Regions from separate parts of the Mus musculus genome. Here regions 1 and 2 are each linked to region 3. The links are chromatin contacts, called in public HiChIP or PLAC-seq and promoter capture Hi-C maps. All regions are on one chromosome and are shown on one strand. The core of a region is the stretch at or near the end of the contact, and the rest is flanking DNA. Distances in the headings are between cores, read along the strand shown. Region 1 overlaps Sfxn5 (sideroflexin 5). Region 2 overlaps Exoc6b (exocyst complex component 6B). Region 3 holds the start of Spr (sepiapterin reductase).

What was found. Promoter capture Hi-C pulls out the DNA fragments that hold promoters and counts their contacts. HiChIP or PLAC-seq counts read pairs in DNA pulled down with a chosen protein or histone mark.
Region 1: an H3K4me3 HiChIP or PLAC-seq map of embryonic stem cells shows a contact between it and region 3, with 4 times the contacts expected there. The contact joins the enhancer-like site here to the promoter of Spr in region 3. A contact is called at or near these places in 7 of 39 promoter capture datasets (the 3T3-L1 cell line, cranial neural crest, embryonic stem cells and 3 more), 1 of 15 datasets of contacts at CTCF or cohesin (embryonic stem cells), 1 of 484 Hi-C or Micro-C datasets (embryonic stem cells), 6 of 115 datasets of contacts at active chromatin or transcription factors (embryonic stem cells, pancreatic cancer cells and stem cell-derived neural progenitor cells) and 2 of 9 other capture datasets (adipose tissue and embryonic stem cells).
Region 2: a promoter capture Hi-C map of stem cell-derived epiblast-like cells shows a contact between it and region 3, with 3 times the contacts expected there. The contact joins the enhancer-like site here to the promoter of Spr in region 3. A contact is called at or near these places in 1 of 39 promoter capture datasets (stem cell-derived epiblast-like cells), 1 of 15 datasets of contacts at CTCF or cohesin (the NIH/3T3 cell line), 1 of 484 Hi-C or Micro-C datasets (bone marrow-derived macrophages), 9 of 115 datasets of contacts at active chromatin or transcription factors (T-cell acute lymphoblastic leukemia, embryonic stem cells, epiblast stem cells and 1 more) and 3 of 9 other capture datasets (adipose tissue, embryonic stem cells and liver).

Annotation. Positions count from the first base shown.
Region 1 is chr6:85,291,209-85,295,431 of GRCm38.p6, reverse strand. All of the region lies in intron 3 of Sfxn5 (sideroflexin 5), which reads left to right. Among named protein-coding and RNA genes, the nearest start is that of Sfxn5, 40 kb to the left of the region's middle. Within about 2 kb of position 1,986, at least 58 of the 459 cell types and tissues checked have an H3K27ac peak or open chromatin away from gene starts, as enhancers often do. A contact at or near this core is called in adipose tissue and embryonic stem cells, where this site is marked.
Region 2 is chr6:84,999,930-85,004,769 of GRCm38.p6, reverse strand. It overlaps Exoc6b (exocyst complex component 6B), which reads left to right. Exons shown (of 22, transcript NM_177077.2): 4 at 1,485-1,575; 5 at 1,677-1,722. Among named protein-coding and RNA genes, the nearest start is that of Exoc6b, 67 kb to the left of the region's middle. Within about 2 kb of position 1,274, at least 2 of the 459 cell types and tissues checked have an H3K27ac peak or open chromatin away from gene starts, as enhancers often do. A contact at or near this core is called in stem cell-derived epiblast-like cells, where this site is marked.
Region 3 is chr6:85,134,383-85,139,128 of GRCm38.p6, reverse strand. Spr (sepiapterin reductase) reads left to right here and starts at 1,365. Exons shown (of 3, transcript NM_011467.2): 1 at 1,365-1,690; 2 at 2,016-2,306. The coding sequence starts at 1,384. It overlaps Gm10444 (a long non-coding RNA gene), which reads right to left and starts at 1,195. Exons shown (of 3, transcript XR_001785286.2): 1 at 702-1,195.

The DNA.
Region 1 (4,223 bases), core at 737-3,236, 160 kb before region 3:
CAGTGCCGCCCTTCCTTGGGCCGCAGTCATCAATGTCACATATGCTTGGCCTTCACAGACAGTGGATAGAGAGGACAGAGATGGCATATTGGCTTTACCACAGCTGTGTGAAATTCAGGAGCTCCCCAGGTCCTAACTCAGGGCTGGCCCTGCTCACGCATCATGTCTGGGGCATCTGAAGAGGCCCACAGACTCTTGGACCTTGAGTGCACAGTAGTTTTGGTCTCTGCACCGGTGCTCTGTCCACTCTATGGTCCTTTGGCAGGTGTGCGGACCAAAACCCAGAAGCTGGTGCTGATCACTGCAGCCGTCGCTGATATCACAAGCCACCTGGATATCCTGTGTGTGCCCTTAGTTATCTAAGCCATCCGAGGTCGTGTGTCCTGTGGCCTTGCTTGCTCTTCTGTTCATGGATAGATGATAGCTTCTCCACAGAGGGTTGCCTTCTTAAATGGCTGCCACACCAATGAATGGCGTGTGGCCTGCAGGAGCTCTACAGTCTAGCATCTCTCTCATCTTGGACGGTCAGTCTCCACCCTCAGCAGCTATAGTCTGCTTCGATAGCCTTGGAAAACACCTTCCAGAATCTTCCAAGTTTCTGCTTTCCCAGATATGTGACTTTTTGTCTACCTTCGGGGTCTCATCATCTCCTCTCCCTTCTGGAAGGAATGCTTTTGTTTGGAGAAAGCTGCTGGACCTCAAGTCTCATGTGTTCCAGGCTGGCTTCCAAATCACTATGAAGCTGAGGATGACTTTGAACTCTTGACCCTCCTGCCTCCACCTCCAGAGTGCTGGGATTATAGGCCTGGCTTCTGTGATGCTGACGTGCAACCCAGGATTTCAGACCTGCTAAAACAGCGATCTACCAACTGAACTACCTAATTGCTTTGCATTGAGGTATCGTTAGTACTTAATACAAAGTAGGTGCTTAATAAACATTTGTTCACTAAGTGAATTCTTTTATAATAGGCTTGAAAGCAAATATCCCTATCTTCATACTACAAAAGAGATATTGGAGGCTCAGAAAGACTAAGTGAAGAATCTCCCTTCTCCTAGTGAACTAATGGGGGATTTGAAATCAAACCTGGGCTCCTCTGCGGGGCCTGACCTCTACCTAGAGAGAAGTTTCTTGCATAATGAAGCCACAGCTGCTGACACAGTACCACAGAAGCAGGCAGGACATCCCTCTTCTTTCCTGTGTCTGTAGAATTGGGGGCTCCCTGCACCCCACATAGGCTTGTATAGGTACATGGTACCTGGAGTTACCATGGCAACACAATTAATGGTGCGCTATAACGCAATAGGCTCAACTGATCAATTAGGAAGTTTTTTGTTTGTTGAATGGAGGCGTCCTTCCCGTACAGAAGGGTCCCCTTCAGGCTCTGTTTAATTACCTTCTGGAGGTTGTTTTAAATAGGCTCTGTCTTTGCTGCCTTAGGAGGTTTAAAGAAGCAGCTTGCTAGGAGACAGAGGGGAAGTGAGTGAGCCAGACTGGGGGTGGGGCTGTTGTTCTCCCTCGGGGTGCTGGGGTGTGTCCTGCCTCCTAGCCCCACGTGGGACCCCAGCCTGCCCCTCCCTTAGTCTCCGTGGAGGCAGGTTCAGCTGAGACAATGGCCACCTCTTAAATCAGTGAAATCTGTGTGTTCTAGCAGTTACCCAGATGGCTTCCCCACACTGCCCTTTGTCCCCATTCTCCAAGTGAGCCAAACAGAGTCTCAGCTCTCAGATCCATTACTAAAGCCAGTCATTCCCACCGGGTCAGGGCTGCACAGCTCCGTGTTCAGCCAGAAGTGCCCTGGATGTTGGGCTGAGGACAAAGAAGGTCAGCTCTCAACCTGGGGCTGCAGCTCAGAGTGGAGGTGCCTCTGTGTGCTTCTGTGAGGATGCCAGGGATCCTGGCCTGCACTCTCCATATGGTGGCTAGCCACTGTGGCTCAGCTGGCCTTCCATGCATGGTTGTAGGTCCCAGGGTGACTCTCGGTGACCTGCTTGCACAAGTGGCTTGTGGAACTTGAACTTTTTCACTGTGGGCAGTACTTGCTGCCTTTTCTGAACCCAACAGTTAACTCGTTGGTCCAGCAGGTCACGGGGCAACGCTCAGCCAGACACTGGAACCTCAGTGCCTCGAACCTCTTCCTTTCTGAGTTGGGCCTGGTCTGGTAGACTTGGCAGGAAGGGAGCATGGGCTCCACCTCCTTATTGTTATTTGAGACAGGATTTCTTGTAGCCCAGGATAGCCTCAAATTCACTGTGTAGCTGGGAGTGGCTTGAACATATGATCTTTTCTCCTCTAGCTCCTGAGTTTAGGATGATGTAAGCATGTGCCGCCATGCTCTACTCTGGTTAATTTTTTTGAGGCAGTTTCTCTCCCTGCAGCCCAGGCCGGGCTGGCACTTGCTGTACGGCGTAGGTTGTCCTGGGATTCATGCTTCTCCTGTCTCAGCCTCCGAAGGCTGGGGCTACAGGTGTGCTTTAACATAAAGGGAAAAAAAAGTAAGAGTCAAAGGTGCGTGGGAATTTAACCAGGACAAGGAAAGATGGTGGCTGCCCCAGGGCCAAAGGGCCAGCCCCTGTGTAACGGTCACATGGCTTCCAGTAGAGATAAAGTACCCGATGAGAAGGGGAGAAATGTGTGTTTGGCTGGCTCTGCTCTCCCTTGGTGGTGTCCTGTTAGCATCAGCAAGGCTGTGGTGCAGCCCCCGCCTGATCCTGACACAGGAAGAAACAGAAGGTACAAGGGTAGGGAATGGCTGTGCAGGTCACTTGTCGCCTGCCACAGGAGCTCAGTCACACAGACCCTTGCGCTCAGCCACCACCAGTTGCTGCCCTCTAGCTATGGGGATCTTGCTGGGACATTTCATCCTCCACACACCAAGGGGCTAATGGAGGACCTGGATGCTGTGCATTCATCCTGTTACAAACCAAAACACAAAAACAAAAACTCTTTTTTTTTTTTCTTTTTGAGACAGGTTCTCATTATTCACTATGATGCCCTAGCTGTCCTAGAACTCATTATGAACAGGCTGGCCACAAACACACAGAGATCCACCTGCCTCTACCTCCTGAGTGCTGGGATTAAAGGTGTGTGCCACTAAGCCCAGCTCATCAAACGTTTTAAGTACGCAGTGTGGTTGCCTTTATTATATTAATCAACCAGTAGATTAAACTATAGTGGTGGTTCTCCACCTGTGGATGGATACCCCTTTGGGGATCAGATGACCCTTTTACAGGGGGCACATGTCAGATATTTCCATTATAATTCAAAACAGTAATTCAAAATTATATTATTGAAGTAGCAATGAAATGATTTTATGGTTGGGGCTCACCACAACACGAGAAACTGTATTTAAGGGTTGTAGCTTAAGGAAGGTTGAGAACCACTGATCTACAGTGTGTGTCCAGGGTCTTGAGCATGCTGCGAAAGTGTTGTTGCTCTTTACAGCCAGCCCTGCCTTACACGTGCGTGTGTGTGCACACACACACACAATTATTTTTGAAATGGCAATATGTGAACAAGAAACAGTATTCTAGAAGCATAAAAATAGCAAAGTTTTTGGGAGAAGGCTCATTCAGTGAAGTGCTTGCCACGCAATCTGAGTTCGATCCCTGGCAGCCGTGTGCAAGCCGGGCATAGAGGGTGGCATGCATCTCGGTTCCCTGCGTTGGGGATGGAGAGATAAGAGCGTCCTTCCATCCCACTGGACAGCCAGTCTAGCTGAGTATGACTCAGGTAAGTCACTAAGGTATGAAGTGTTTGCACACACTGAGATTGACCCCTGGCCTCCTGTGAGCAGAAGCGTTGTTTGGGGACATAGCTCAGTTGGAATGTAACTTCTATGCAGGAAGCACTGCATAAAAAAAAATGTGATTGGCATTCAGGAGGGGGAGCCGAGAGGGTCAGGATTACAAGGCCGTCCTCGGCTCTGTGGAGAGTTTGAGAGCAGCCTGGGATACTTAAGACTCTGTCTTGCAAAGCAAAACAAAGCTTGGGGTAGGGATAGTGACTCGCAGTTAACAGTACCCCCGGCTCCTACAGAGGATCAGAGTTTGATTCTCAGCACTTATTACTGGGAAGCGCACAGTGGCTTATAACAGCAGTACCAAGGGAGCTGGCGCCCTCTTCTGGCCACTGTAGAGACCTGCACACATGTGCACAACACAAAACCCCCTGCAAATGTATACGTAGTATACCCATAAATAAAAATAAAGAAAATCTTTTTTTT
Region 2 (4,840 bases), core at 25-2,524, 130 kb after region 3:
CCATCTTCACCTGGCTCAGACCTCCACTCTTGTGGTTCTTCCGTTTTCAGTCAGGATCCCAGGTAGCCTAAGCCTGATTTGAACTGATTTCCACTTTCTCATTTGTGATTACTGGGAGTATGCCGCTGTACCTGCCTTATATTACCCCCACCTTCTTTTGTAGAATGATTTTACTTATTTTATGTCTAATAATATGCCAAATATCAGGATTTTTTTTTGAACAGGGTATGACTATGTAGCCTAGAACTCATGAACTTATAAGAATCTTCCTGTCTCAGTCTCAAGAGTCCTGGGGTTACAGGCACATATTTACATATTACCTAGTAGTTCATATATTACCTAGTAGTTCATATATTACCTAGTAGGTAGGATCTTTCCTGAGGACCTTGTTGGAAACTGCAGTCTTACCCTCATTCCCTGCGTTCTTTTTGTTTTTCTCCACTGTGCTACTGTACTTTCGGTCCATATTTTTTACTCATGTAGTTGTTTTTGTTTGTCTTCCTCCATTAGAATTAGCTCTACTTTAGTAGCAGGTTTGCTTGTTTTCTTAATTGTGCATCTCTTCTGACTTTCTAAACAACAAATGTTACAAAGTGAGTGCGCAACAACTGTTTCTTTAAAAAAAAAGCATAATCAATTCTGTTAATTGACAAACTCATCATTTACACCTTTACAATTTGCACTTATAGTTTATATCCATTTAATTACTTAATCCAAAGCCAGGACTGCTATTTCCCCTACTTCATTGATGGGGAAACAAGAACAGATGATTTGAAATTTTATAATAATCCACAAGGCTGAGGTCAACCTTTTCTGACTTGAAGTACATTCCTCTTCTGTGTCATTCACCTTCATTCTCTTTATTCTTTTCACATATTTAAGGGATATAATTTTTAGGGGTGTGTATGTGTGTGTGTCTGTCTGTCTGTGTGTCTGTGTATCTGTGTGTGTGTGGCGGATCCTGAAAGCAGATATAGAAATTGTTTTTCATTTTGCACAGTCCATATTCTACAGATGTAGTTTGTTACATTTTGAGATGACTGTGAGAAAGAGTAAATCAATGTCCAGTAAACTGGATCTTATACAAGATTGTATCTTTTAAGTGGGTAGCTTGTTTGTTAAAATGGAACCTCTTAAAGATAAGAACTGCCTCCCTCTAGGAGCCCAGCGGGCACAAGGAAATGTAAATCATGGAGTCTGGTAGGGTTTGGAGAAATGGGCAACCGTCCTGACTCCCCATAGCCTTTGTTCTTTAGGATTCATTTTAAATAGCCCTTTTTAGATGCATATGCAGTGTGGTGGGAAAGCAGGAAGCTATGTAGGAGTGCTATACTGATTGAGGAGGGCAGTTCTTAGCTTACATGGTAGATTATTACTAGGGAACTGGGATTCTTGGATGAATTGAATGCAGAATGGGAAAAATGTAACTGAAAATGTTTATTTACAGTTCTTGGCATAATTCTGTTTTCCCCCCTTTTGCCAAGCTGGTAATAGCAATGGAGGAGCTGAAGCAGTGTCGACTACAACAGAGAAATATTTCTGCCACTGTCGATAAGCTAATGCTGTGTCTTCCAGGTGAGGAACAGCTAATGGAGTGGAATTCTTGACGTAATTCCTTTAGCTGAGTTAGTTTATTTTGTTTAATGATGCATGTGTCATCTGTTTTCTCTTTCAAGTCCTAGAGATGTACAGCAAACTGAGGGACCAGATGAAAACCAAAAGGTAAGATTTTTAAATTGGTCTTTATTACCAAAATTTTCTTTTATTTACAATACTTAAAAAAGAGATTTATTTTATTATTTATTTGTGTGTGTGTGTGTGTGTGTGTGTGTGTGTACACGTCTGTGTTTTTACTACATGTGTGTGGATACCCACAGAGGCCAGAAGAGGGCATTGGATCCCCTGGAGCTGTAGTTACAGGCATTTGTGTGTTGTCTGATGTAGGTGCTGGGGTCTGAACTTGGGTCTTCTGTGAGAGCAAGTACGCTCAACCACTGTCCTCTCTAGTGTCCTCCTTGCGTGTTGAGCTGTCTCAAGTCTTTCCTTTACTCCCATAACCTCTTCAGGTTTAAGGAGTGCGGGCATGTTATTTTATTGCCTTTTTTTTTTTTTTTTCTATTTTGGAGATAAGAGATTGTCAATATGCATGGCTTGATTTTGCTGTTTTTTTTTTTTTTTTTTTTTAAAAGGTCATGTGTACAATCTGGAATTTAGTTGAGCTCTTTAGATTTTTTATGCCCGACACAGTTATCTTTGTATGGCTTTTAGTAATTCATTTTCCATTTGTTCTCACTGTTACTTGATCTTTCTCTGTGTATCTGCTTTCCTCTCAATCAGTTAGTTAACTAGATTTTAAGAGTCTTATCTTGTTTTCACTAGTGTCTTATAATCCACACCTCTATATTTCCTTGAAATGCTTGCTTCTAAGCTTACAATAATCTTTAACTAATATTGGATCTTAAAATAATTATGGCAAATCATGTATAAGCAAGATTTTTGTAGTAGTAGTTTCTATTCAAATTGAAATGCTTTATAGATTTAATTATTATAATTATTAATTGATAATTATATGAAATTATCTCACTGTACCGCATATACATATATAATTTTTCATCAATTAAAAATTTAAAACTATACCTCTGTTTTACCATCCCTCCCTTAGTGTTATTATTGTAATTACTCTTGTATCAGAATATGGCATAGTACCTATAATACAGTTTCATTTTTGATAAAAACTTTCACATAAAAATGTTTTAAAAGTAAGATTCAAAAAATTCTTCATTTATTTGTATATTTTAAGTGATTCTGACACTTTAGATCCTAATTCTTTACTATGCCTTTTTGAATTAAAATGATAGTTGTAAATTCTTTAAGAAATATGGCATTTCTGAAATAGTTTATGTAAATAATTGTTGTTATTTTCTATACTGTCACATCCACCATTTTATGTATACAGTTTAGTGTTGTCTTCAAAAGGGTGTCCTCACGGCTCCTCTGCAGAGCATGTCAGTGATCTAGAACAGAAGCCTGCTCCCCTTGTTCTTTCCCTTAGTCTGCACAGCCACCATGTCCATTTAGCCATATGTTTGCCTATTGTGACTATCATATAAATGGGGCCACACAGTTTGTGCCCCTTTATGTTTGACTTCTCCCTTTTACAGTGTTTTTAGGATTTAGCCATGCTTTGGTGTGAATCAGTACTTCACTCTTTTTGTGCGGGTGCTTCTCCACTGGGTGGATGACTACATTTTATTTTTTTCATCATTTGATGAGCAGTGGGGTCATTTTCACTTTTTAAGTATGATGAATAAAGTTATGGATGCTTGTAAATTTTTCTATGGAAAATGTACTCACTAAGTTCTCTTGGGAAGCAGTGATTTGCAGATCTGATACTTCCAGACCCACCCCTATTTTAAGGCTCTGCTAGGGCCAGCTATGATAGCTTATGCCTTTAAACCCTTAGGAAGCAGAGGAAGGTGGATCTTTGTGAGCTTGAGGCCAGTCTTATCTCTGTAGTGAGTTCCAGGCCAGCTGGGGATGCAAGGTGAGACATTCTACAACAGCAGCAGCAGCAGCAGCAGCAGCAGCAGCAGCAGCAGCAGCAGCAGCAGCAGCAGCAGCAGCAGTAGTAGCTCTGCCAGGCCAAGTAGCATCAGTTTTAGAGACTATTTAATCTGGTCTGGATGGCTCAGTGGTTCTTATGAACCGTGCTGTTTGGCTGTTTAGGGTTAGGACATTTCTCTTGTTTTTTTTTTTTTTTTTTTTCTGACCTCCCTAAGTGTTCATCTCATACCTCCTGTCACTCTGTCCTCTTCTCTTCTCTTTCCCCCCACTTCTCTCCTCCAGTGCTTCTCTCCCCATTTCCTTACCTCACATACCCCTGTCTGGTCTAGTACTCAGCAAAGACTCCAGGCAAGCCCTATGCAGGTTTCCCCTTTTTGGTCTACTATTTGATGCCTTAGGTCAGCAAATCTTTGGACTCTGAGACTTTTTGCTGACTGTGACCATGATGTAGCAATCACCTTCAGGTAGATATCCCACCTTGTTTGTTTTCTTCCTTTGGAGTTCACAGTTGTCTGCTGCCTGCTGCTCGATGGCTGAAGACAGTTGTCTAGGTATTAGACAGAACCTACTTGGTTATAAAGTGTTGCATCATGTCTGTTCCTTGTTAAGCTTTCATGGCTGGAGGCCTTCTTGAGCTGTAAATATTGTTTATACTATTGACTTTTGTGTTTTCTAACATATCTTTGTTAATAATGCTCTTCTATTACGAAAGGAACTGCGATTTTTCTGCCATGAAAGCTTATATTTCATATTTTATTGTTATAAATGAGAGGAAAATATTTATAGGTAACTCTGATTCACTTTTAGGGACCTCTTAGTAGAATTAAAAAAACATCATCTTGAAAGAGTTCTTCTTATCACAATAGCATTCAACTATTTTATTAGAAACTCTTCTAAAGCAGCTGTTCTTGAGCTGTGAGTTGCGACCCTTTTGGGGTCAAACAACCCTTGCACAAAGGTCACCTAAGACCATTGGAAAACAGATATTTACAGTGTGATTCATAACACTAGTAAAATTACACTTAAGAAGTAGCAGTGAAAATAATTTATGGTTGGGGGTGGCAGCACTAGGAAGGCTGAGAACCACTTCTAAGAGGGAAAGAGGAGAGTGAGCACCATGCGGATGGAGTGGAGGAACTGCTCTTCAGGGGGATTTCTTTTTAAAGACAAGGTTTTTGCTCTGCAGCTTTGGCTAGGCTCACTCTGTGATCCTACTACCTTTGTCACCTGATTAAAGGTATGTGTTACCACCACACTTGACCTCATTAGTTAATTT
Region 3 (4,746 bases), core at 116-2,615:
GCCTCAAGCTCGGAGTCTCCTACTGCTGTATCCAGACTGCTGGGATTAAAGGTTTCATTGCAGCCACGTGGCTCAGAAAGGGTTTCATTGTGTAGCCCTGGCTGTCTGTCCTAGAACTGGCTTTGTAAACCAGGCTGATGCAAACTTACAGAAATCCTCCTGCCTCTGCCTCTACCTCCTGTGTGCTAGGAGCACCACCATTGCCTGGTCACACTTAGTGTTTTTAATGTCGGTTCTGGGGTTCAAACTCAGCATGATGGCCTTGAACTCACTATGTCTGTTGAAGATCCTTCAACTACTTTGGAAATAAGATAACAAATCCAATAGATTAGTGGTAAGTAAGTAGTTTTAAATATACAGTTCTGCTGAAAGGGAACTTTGGCATAGAGAAAAGGCATTAATGACGTGTTGATTTGGCACAAGACAGTGTTTTTTAAAAACCTATAGAGAGACATTCCGGCTCTCTTCTCATATAGGCCTACAGGATTTGCATCGCTCTAGGTCCCCTATTTCGTTGGCCTAGGACAAAAGCCTCATTCAATTTAAAAAAAAAAAATTGGAACTTGAGAATGGCCCCTACTGATTGCTGGTTTCCCAATCTGACCAGGCTAAGTGACTAGTCCTACCACTTGAACTTTCTGAAACAAAGAGGAGCTAGCCGCTGGCCTGCCTGCCTGTAATTCCGATGGACTCTAGCTCACCTCAGACTAAAAATGGATCAAAGCAATCTCTATGTCTTTCTCTGCTGTCCTCCTCAGACATCTCCAGAGAGCTGGGATATTTTTCTTTCCCATTTGAGATTATGAAGTTGTTTCTAGAGTGCATGACGCAGGTTGAAGGATAAGTACACAGGTCCCAAGGAACCAAGCGTTTTCACTGACGGTGATGAGTCTTGTTCGTGAGATTGTTGTGATTCTCAGCCTTTCTCTTCCCCTGTGTGTGCTCTTCATTTTCTGGTTCTGTCTGCCTAGCACCTCCTGGGGAAGCTGCTGTGCTTTTCCAGAGAAGGCTTCTGTTAATCAGAGTGCAAAGGGACCACAAGCTCTACACACTTCATCCAAGGCTGTCACTGGTCTCTAACTGGTATGTCCTGTATGGATAAAGACAAACCTTAACCCTGGAGGAGGAAGCTGATCCTGGAACAGGGTGGAAATTGAGAACGCGCCTCTCAGAAAGGGGCTGAGTTTGTGGGAGTGGCGCTCAAGGGGAACCCGGAAGCGCTGGGAAGGGGATTAGGATTTCCTGCCGAGGCCCGGCTGCCTGGCTTTTTTTTCCCCCGCCCAAACACCAGTGGATTCTGGCCCGAACTTCCGCCGTCCCAAGCCAAGAATAGGCTCCGCCCCGTCCTGGTTCAGTAGCTGCGCATGAGTCTGAGTTCCAGGCATGGAGGCAGGCGGGCTGGGCTGCGCTGTGTGCGTGTTGACCGGGGCCTCCCGGGGCTTTGGTCGCGCCCTGGCCCCGCAGCTGGCCCGGTTGCTGTCTCCCGGTTCCGTGATGCTCGTAAGCGCACGCAGTGAGTCGATGCTGCGGCAACTGAAGGAGGAGCTGGGCGCTCAGCAGCCTGACCTGAAAGTGGTGCTGGCAGCCGCCGATCTGGGCACCGAGGCTGGCGTGCAGCGGTTGCTGAGCGCAGTACGCGAGCTCCCGAGGCCCGAGGGGCTGCAGCGCCTGCTGCTCATCAACAACGCAGGTGAGAGTCCCGTCCAGACCCCGGCTGCGAGCTCTTACCTCATAGGCTTTTGGGTAGGTGAAGGGCAAGTCCCTAAAAGTCCAAAGTCCAAGAGGAGGGAGGGTGTATCAGTGTCACTACGGGGCGACAGTGCCTCCTGGCGGATGTGTGAGTCAAGACTTTTTGAACAAATCACTCTGCTTTACTACAGTATTCTTTGCTTGCATTAGGGGTGTCTGCAGAGCTGGGGCAGAGAGATAGCCTATGAGGAGGAACTGTGGAAGGCTGAGGGAGAAGAGTGCCCCAGTTGTGTCATTTCTTTGGTCCCGTTTTTTTTTTTTTTCAGCCACTCTTGGGGATGTTTCCAAAGGCTTCCTCAACGTGAATGACCTAGCTGAGGTGAACAACTACTGGGCTCTGAACCTGACCTCCATGCTCTGTTTGACTTCCGGCACCTTGAATGCCTTCCAGGATAGCCCTGGCCTGAGCAAGACTGTGGTTAACATCTCATCTCTGTGTGCCCTGCAGCCCTACAAAGGCTGGGGTCTGTACTGTGCGGGGAAGGCTGCCCGAGACATGCTCTACCAGGTCCTGGCTGCTGAGGAACCGAGTGTGCGGGTGCTGAGCTATGCTCCAGGTAGGTGGGTGCTCCTGACAGTGCTGTCCCTAGACTTAGCTGGTACCTTTCTGGGGGCTAGGCAAGGAGGGGAACCTGATCTATATTCTCCATAAAGAATCCAAAGACACCTTATATGCCCCAGTATAGGGGAATGCCAGGGCCAAGAAGCAGGAGTGGGTGGGTAGGGGAGCAGGGCGGAGGGAGGGTATAGGGAACTTTCGGGATAGCATTTGAAATGTGTATAAAGAAAATATCTAATAAAAAATAAATTTAAAAAATGTGACACACACACACACACAAAGAATCCAAAGACTATCGGGCCCCTACTACCTCTGGTAATGACTCCTCACTTCGTAAGAAAAATACAGACTCCCAAGACGTTGGAGCAGTCAGGGGCCGAGGTACTCAGCCTCAGGACTTGTCCGATTAGCAGGTGGGATAAACATCCAGACACATAAAATGCATTAAGACTAAAACTGAAAAAAACAAAATGCCTTTATATGTTCAGCTGTCTGCTTTTGTCCCTCAAGGGACACATACTGTTCCTCCATGTGTGCCCGACACCCAATAAAGCTGTATGGAGGATGGACACATGGAATGTTCAAAGACAAGCAAAGAGATAGTGGTGAGTGGTGAGCACCTCAGGCTGAGCCGTGCTGGACGCTGAGTGGAATGCAGAGGGTGCTAGCATGGAGAAGACAGGGCCGCTGTTCTTATGGACATTTAGGGTACGAGGACTTCTGAGACCTTGTCTTGTCCCTCTAGCCTATTAAGATGCCACTGTGCCTTTCTTCTAAACTTGTGATTTCTGCTTAAAAGGTAGCAACATGTAATAGAATGAGCAGCTAAGGGGTGAGATCCAATTGTCTGTACCTCTTTGGACTAGGACAGGATTCTGGAGACACAGGCAAAATGGTCTGTCTAACGCTGGAGGGAGGCAGGACCAGGATCCAAGTTTGCCTCTAACTTCTTGATCTATACTATGTTTCCTCATCTCATGTAGCACCTGCCCTATGCACACATGCAAGATATTTCTTGTTCCAATATCCAGCTCACCTGCTCTGAGCTCAGCCTAGGCGCCTTCAGACAGCAGCGATCACGTGTAAACCACAGCCAGGAGGGGAGCCAGTTCCAGAAGGGCCCAGAGCTAAGTTAGCTCTCTGGAGGCTGCCTCAGTTTTCATGGAGGAACTGAGAACCTCCCCCTGAGCCTGGAGACAACAGGGCCAGCCTAGTTCTCATTTCAGTCTCTGGAAGAATCTTCTAACAGGTTACAAAGATGGAGATGTCTGTTAGGAAAGAGAGCAAGCCTCTGCCCAGTGGTGCTCAAGGAGATAAAACGGGGCAAGGCAGAACAGCTGAGAACTGAGCAGAAGCTCAAAGCCAGCCCTGAGGACACAGCAAGTCAGAGCCTGCACGGGCTCCAAGAGAGTCTCAAAACACAAGAGAGCGAGAGGAACAGGGGAGGGTCTGGCTGAAGGACTTCCAAATGTTAGCCAAGTGCTCTTCCAGGCCTTGTGATTTTTCTGCCCCTAAAACGCCATTAAATTTTGGGAGGTTTCACAATTCCATAAGCAAACAGGAGACATTTTCCAGAAATGCAAGTAAGAGTGACAAAGCTTGTTAGAAAGTGACAGGTCTGTCTCTCTCTCTCTCTCTCTCTCTCTCTCTCTCTCTCTCTCTCTCCCTCCCTCCCACCCCGGCTCACTCCCTCTGTGTGTGTTGTGTGTGTGTGTGTGTGTGTGTGTGTGTGTGTGTGTTTTGCTTGAACAGTGGTTATCACATGTATGCAGTACCTGCACAGGCCAGATGAGGACAACACATCGTGTTTAACTGGAGTCACAAATACTTGTCAGTTGCCTAGTTGGGACTGGGACTCAAACCCCAGTTCTCTGCAAGAACAGGAGCTGCTCTTAGCAGGGAGCCGTCTATCTCTCTATCCCATACACTCAGCTTTTTACTGGGGATTTGAACTCAGGTCCTCAGGCTTGTACAGGAAGCACTAGAGCAACTAAGCAGCCCATCCAGGGGTTTGGGGAAGCTCTGCAGGCCCAGAAAAGTGCAGCCAGATGAATTTATCAGAAGTCTAAGAGGAGGTCTTGAAGTAAGGAGAAAACCAAGGTTGTGACACGCACCTAACTGCTTGTCAGGGTTTGAAGATGCTGAAGGTCTCACCTGCCCCCTGGTTGGCTGTAGGTGGAGTGGGGAACCTGCAAGGTTACCTATCTGTTAGTACAATGGGAAGTCAGCAAGCGGTGTTACCTAGACAACAGAGGATGACTTGATTTTACACAATGCTTAATAGACTTAGCTTTGAACCCAAAGCTCAGTCATAACGTGGTATGGCAGTCCTCACCTGCAGTCCAAGCACTGGAGGACTAAAGTAGGAGGGTCCCCAAGTTCAAGAATACAGAGAGAAAACATAACTGAAAAAAAGAAAGACGTTTAACAGGCAACGT